Linked DNA regions of Athene noctua: region 1 is linked to region 2. Evidence: chromatin contacts called from public Hi-C data. All regions are on one chromosome and are shown on one strand. Each heading gives the region's core, a stretch centred on a gene start, on an enhancer-like site or on the middle of the called end of the contact. The rest is flanking DNA. Distances are from core to core; before and after follow the strand shown. Region 1 holds the start of EXOC8 (exocyst complex component 8). Region 2 holds the start of RAB4A (RAB4A, member RAS oncogene family).

What was found. A called contact is a pair of places that touch in the nucleus more often than the background predicts.
Region 1: a contact with region 2 is called in a Hi-C map of heart, with 7 times the contacts expected there. The contact joins the promoter of EXOC8 here to the promoter of RAB4A in region 2. A contact is called at or near these places in 2 of 2 Hi-C or Micro-C datasets (heart and liver).

What each region holds. Positions count from the first base shown.
Region 1 is chr1:83,433,090-83,435,789 of bAthNoc1.hap1.1, forward strand. It overlaps EXOC8 (exocyst complex component 8), which reads right to left and starts at 1,421. Exons shown (of 3, transcript XM_074896732.1): 1 at 1-1,421. The coding sequence starts at 1,395. SPRTN (SprT-like N-terminal domain) reads left to right here and starts at 1,713. Exons shown (of 5, transcript XM_074896733.1): 1 at 1,713-2,021. The coding sequence starts at 1,759.
Region 2 is chr1:83,185,543-83,188,242 of bAthNoc1.hap1.1, forward strand. RAB4A (RAB4A, member RAS oncogene family) reads right to left here and starts at 1,397. Exons shown (of 8, transcript XM_074896730.1): 1 at 1,197-1,397.

The sequences.
Region 1 (2,700 bases), core at 171-2,670, 250 kb after region 2:
ATTGTTGCCAGCGAAGTCCGTCTCAAACTCTCTCGCCGTCTCTAGAAGGCTGGTGAAGAAGACGTGGCAGAGCTTGTGGATGTAGAGCAGCGTGGCGCCCTCGATGCGCAGCTGTCGGATGGCCGTCTGCACCGCAGCTGCTCGGTTCTTCAGGAAGAGCTCACACGCCTTGGTGGACTGGCCCAAGCGAATGAGCTGGGACACGGCTCGGCGGGTGGCCCGCGGCCCTCCCCGCAGTGAGCGGTCTGGAGACAGCTCAAACACCAGCACATCTGTAAGCTGCCGGACCCGCTCATCCACCTTGGCCCGCAGCTCCTTCACGGGCTGGCTCACAGGTTTGTCCCCCAGGTACTCGTTGAGTTTATCCAAGAGGTCCACCGCCCCCTCGAAGTCCCGCTGAGCAATGCAGACGTCCAGGTCCTCAGGCAGCTCCTGGATCCACTCGAGTGAGAGGTCGACCACCTCCTCCTCAGCAGAGGGCTCTTCCTCCTCCTCCTCCTCCTCCTCAAAGGGGTTGGTGGATTCAGGGGGCGTCGGGGCAGACCGGGGCAGCGCCTCCTGCTCTAGGCGTCGCTTCTCGCTGAGGGCCCGGTTGCGCTTAGTCTCCTCCAGAACCTCCAGCCACTCCTTCTTGATCTTGGCGTTCTCAGCCTGGAAGATGCGGCTCTCGGGGAACATGAGCAACTTGAACATGTCCTTCATGGGCGGGTTGTCCTTGACGTTGACCACAGCCAGCCCGTCGAGGGGGTAGAGGGCATCGTAGCGGTAGGCGCCGCGGCGGTTGGGCAGGGCGGTGGCCACGAGCAGGCAGTCGTTCATGAGGAAGGCATGGACCCGCTGGATCTGCGCCATGTGGTCGGCATCGTACTCCACCAGGTCGCCGTTGTAGACCAGGTACTTGCCGGGGCTCTCGGGCAGGAGGTCGCGGCAGCCCTCCACCTTCTCCAGGAGGGTGGTGAGCGTGCGCTGCCGCCCCTCCTCGCTGGCCGCTGCCTCCTTGGCCGACAGCGGCAGGAAGGGGTCAGCGGCGGCGGCGCGGCGGGCGCCCAGGGCGGGGTCGTCGCGGTCGGCCTGGAGGAGCAGGGCCTGGGTGACGGCCTCCATGATGCCCTTCTGCTCGGTGAGGATGTGGCTGAGCTGGTACATCTCGCTCTCCAGGTAGCTGATCTCCCGCGCCGTCTCGATGAACTGCCGGTAGTTCTGGTAGACGTTGCGTTTCAGGCTCTGGGCCGTCTCCTCGCTCAGCGCCTGGATGCGCTGCCGGTGCTCCTGCAGGTCCCGGTCCCCGTCCGACTGCTGCGACAGCTGCTTCACGTACTCCCCCGCCGCGAAGCCCCCCGACTCCAGCTGCCGCCGCAGCCGGCTCCCGCCGCCTTCCCCCAGCGACAGCGCCATCGCAGCCCCGCTGCCCGGCACCCACCTGCCCGCCGCCGCCGCCGCCGCCGGGGGGACGGCCGCCGCGCCTGCGCACAGCGGTACGTACGCCGCCTGCGCCAGCATCGCCGCGCCGATCGCGCATGCGCGGGCGCCCCGCCGGAAAGCAACTGCCCGGAGCGACGCGAGGCCGCCGCGCGGGGAGGTGCCGGTCTGGGCCGGGGCGGGGCGGGGCCGCGCGCATGCGCCGGAGGGGGACGGAGCGCCAGAGGCCGTTCGGCGCATGCGTAGTCGGAGGAGTGGGGAGGCGGGCGGTGCTGCGTGTCGCGCAGAGCGCATGCGCCGGCGGCTGGCGGGGCTGGCGGGGCCGCGTCGCTGAGCGGGATGGATCGGGACTTCGTGCTGGCGCTGCAGCTCCAGGAGCTGTGGGAAGCGGAGGATGAGGAGGCGGCAGCAGCAGCAGCAGCAGCGTGCCCTGAGGCCTCGCCCGACCCCTCGCCCCTCCGCCCGCTGTCGGTGGTGGATGAGGCCTGGGAGCTGCTGGACCCCAGCCCCGACGTGCACGGCCTCTTCGTGCAGTTCAACGAGACGCTTTTCTGGGGGCGGCTGGCCGCCGTGGAGGTGTCGTGGAGCCCGCGCATGACCCTGTACGCCATCGCGGGGGTGCGCCGGGCCGGCTGGTTGGGCAGCCCGGCGCGGGGAGGGGGTCGGGCAGCAGCTGGGGTGCTGGTCAGGGCTGTTGGGAGAGGCCGTGCCCATCAAATAAGCGGCAGCTTAGCTCATCGTATAGCTGTGGGTCTCGGACAGGGGGAGGGAACTGCCATGTGTCGCTATATGCTGCTCCTGACTAGCTTGATGTACTAGTGCCACCGCTTCTTCATAGTAGTGCCACTGTCTCTTCCAGATACTTGAGTGTCCTGGTTTTCTAGCAAAGTTTGTACCCCAGGACGTGGGTTGGTCACTGCCATTGTCTGGTTTGTCCTTCACTTGTCGTCCTTGACAACCATAAATGGCTTTTCCCGTGGTGCAGGCAAAGCTGGAGGGATGTTAAAGGGCAATAAATTATTTGGTCTTAAACTGTGTATGTTGAAACTTAAAAGAACATACTTGTATTGCTGTCATTTTTCTTGTTCTCAGTTTGTAAGATAGTTTTACAGCGTGGCAGAGAGACAAATACGAAATGATAGTGGTATATTAACAGACAGAGTAAGAAGGGAAATATAGAGGACATTTGAGATTTAAAAAAAAAAAGCGGCTTTGAAGTGCAGGCTGCAGTTCTGCAGCAGCCCAGCTGATGCAATTGCTGGCTGTTGGGAATCCTGCCCC
Region 2 (2,700 bases), core at 147-2,646:
ACACAGGAGCACTGAGCAGTGTGGACAAAACATCTTAAGCACGGATGATGAGGGTATTGAAAATAAACTGACTTGCAGAGCGGAAACAATCGTGTCAGCCTACTAGTAAAGAACTCCTGATGGCCACGCCAGCCTCCCTCACAGTTAGCATAGCAGTTGTGTCCAATTTGGCTTTAATTATCCAAACTATTCCTTGTTTTCAAGGCTCTACTCTAAAAGCAAGTGGCTGCAAGCCCAGCTTTGAGGTCTGAACAACTACTGAAGATGTTGCAACAGACAGAGCTAGAAAATGACAAGTGAAAGGGTTTATCACAGTATTCAATTCTGGCCTTACTCTCCAACAACCTATCACATAGACTTTGATTATGTTTACATCTATGATGGCATCTTTATACTGCAAAATCTTACAGAACTGTATGTTATGGAAAGGGGAGAAAACCCAAATTGTTTCAAGAAGCGCTGTTTCGAGCAAAGTTACAAAGAAGATAATTGAATACTATTCCATTGCTTCTCATCTCCTCCACCTAGCCAGCAATACTAGCTCTGCTTGCCTTTTTGACTCCTCACTTCTCTTTGATGCTTCCTGTAAAGCACTGACACACCCTGTCAGCACCTGCACTCCAACTTACTCCTTCGGATGTTTTTCTACCAGTAGTAATTAGACACCCATGCCAACATAGGGACGTATGAACATATTCACGGAGCTTTTTCCTCTAAGTCTCTCTCGCAATCAGTTCTTACTGATTAAGACAACAGGACCCAACTTGACCCTCAAAAAAGCACAATCTCCAGTCAACGAAACGTGCAGCTTCTCCCGAAGGACGTGCACTGCAACTTTCCTTCTGAATTCAGTTAACCGTAACGAGCAGCGTCTAAGTTCCCTCGCCTAGATTTCACCTACGTTTCGAGCCGCCACCTCCACGGCACGGAGGGTAACTGAACGCCGGCTGTGCCGCCAGCCCAGGCAGCGAAGGGAGGGGCAGGGCGCTGCGGTGCTCACGCGAACAGGCAGAAACACCCGCCCGGGCCCGGAGAACCGCCACCGCCGGCAGCTGCGCCCCTCCCGCCCCAGCGGCTCGGCCCCGGCGCCGCCGCCCCGCTGCCCAGGAGGCGACCGCCCGGCCGCGGGCCCTGCTCCCCGGGAGGGGAGGAGGAAGAGGAGGATCCCCCCAGCCCGCCCCGCCCCCGGTTCCTACCGTAGGTCTCAGACATGGCAGTCTGCGACATTTCGGGGGGCGGTGAGCACCACCCCCGCTCCCCTCCCCGCCTCCTTCCCTGCCCGGGGATGGTGCTGACGGCCGGAGGCTCGCGGGCCGGCCGGGAAGCGGACAAGCCACCGGCGCGCCGGCCCGCCTCAGCCCCACCACCCGCCGCCGCAGCTGCGCACGCGCGCCCGGGCCGCCTCGCCCTCCGCCGCCGCCGGGAGGGGAGGGGGCGCGCGAGCCCCGCCTCTCCGCGCAGGCGCGGCGCCCTCGCGGCCGGCGGCCCCGCCTCCGCCCGGGGCCCGTCACCAAAACAAGGCGCACGTGCGGGGCGGCGCCGCCGGCGCGGACCACGTGACGCCCCCCCGGGCTGCGGCGGGAGCGGCCTGCGAGGGGCCTGCGAGGGGCCTGCGAGGGGCCTGCGAGGGGCCTGCGAGGGGCCTGCGAGGGGCCTGCGAGGGGCCTGCGAGGGGCCGGGGGGCCGCGGCGGGAGCGTCCGTGTTGGCACGCCCCTCGCCGGCCAAGCGCGCCCCGTGCCGCCGCGCTGCGGGCGGCGGCAGCCGCGGACGGTGTTCGTGTGAAGAAGAAGTTCCCCTCCGCTCCTCCTGGTAAACGCAGCAGCTGGGGAGGCTGCAGCGGGGAGCGCGGTGCTCCCGCCCAGGCAGGAAGAGTCCCTCAGTTCGGGCACATTTTAATTGTCTCGAATCCGAGCTGATTTCGGTTGACTTCCCTGCTAGTGAGCACGAAAACTTTTCCCTGGTGCAGAACCTCCTTGTAACAGTCCCTCCTGTAAACTCTATCCCGCTGTTCAGCTTTAGTCATAAAATGCCTACCCCAGATTCTCTGAAATACCATCCAACACCCTCCACCAACTGCCAGCATTTCAGCCAAAGACCGAGCCTTTCGCTGCAAATCTGTTGGAGGGACATGGTATATATATAAGCTAACAGGCAGGGATTCGGGGTGTTTTTTGCAGAGCTCCCAATTTCACCGGCGCTTTTCTCACCTCCAAAATAAACTTCAGGGAAAGGCAGGTTGTTGACTTCCTAGGTGCAATAGCACCTCATTTACATTATTCTTTATTTAATTTGTTATTAACTCCCCTGTGAGCCTGGTTAGTCTGGCATCAAGGGGCACTAAGACTCCACCACAAAAGCCTGTCCATCTTTTCCCTCCCCAGACAGTATTTTGTGTGTTTCCTCCACATTCTCCTTTCTGCTAGTCCTTTTGAAAATCCCTCTTCTGTTATTTCTGGCTTTTTAATCTTTTTGCTCACAACTGCCCATTCTTTCCACTTCTCAATCATCTCCCAAACTGTAGGAAAAAATGTCTCTGCCTGTCTCAGCCACCTCCTTACTGAGTCTTTTGCTGGTCAAAGGTCAGCTTTAAAGTTCCAGTCTCTAATCAGTGAAACAGTACACATTGAGCCCCAAGAACCCCTCAGAATCTGCTGATTATTCTTGATGTTGTGCATACATATAGACAAAGGAACTTGCTA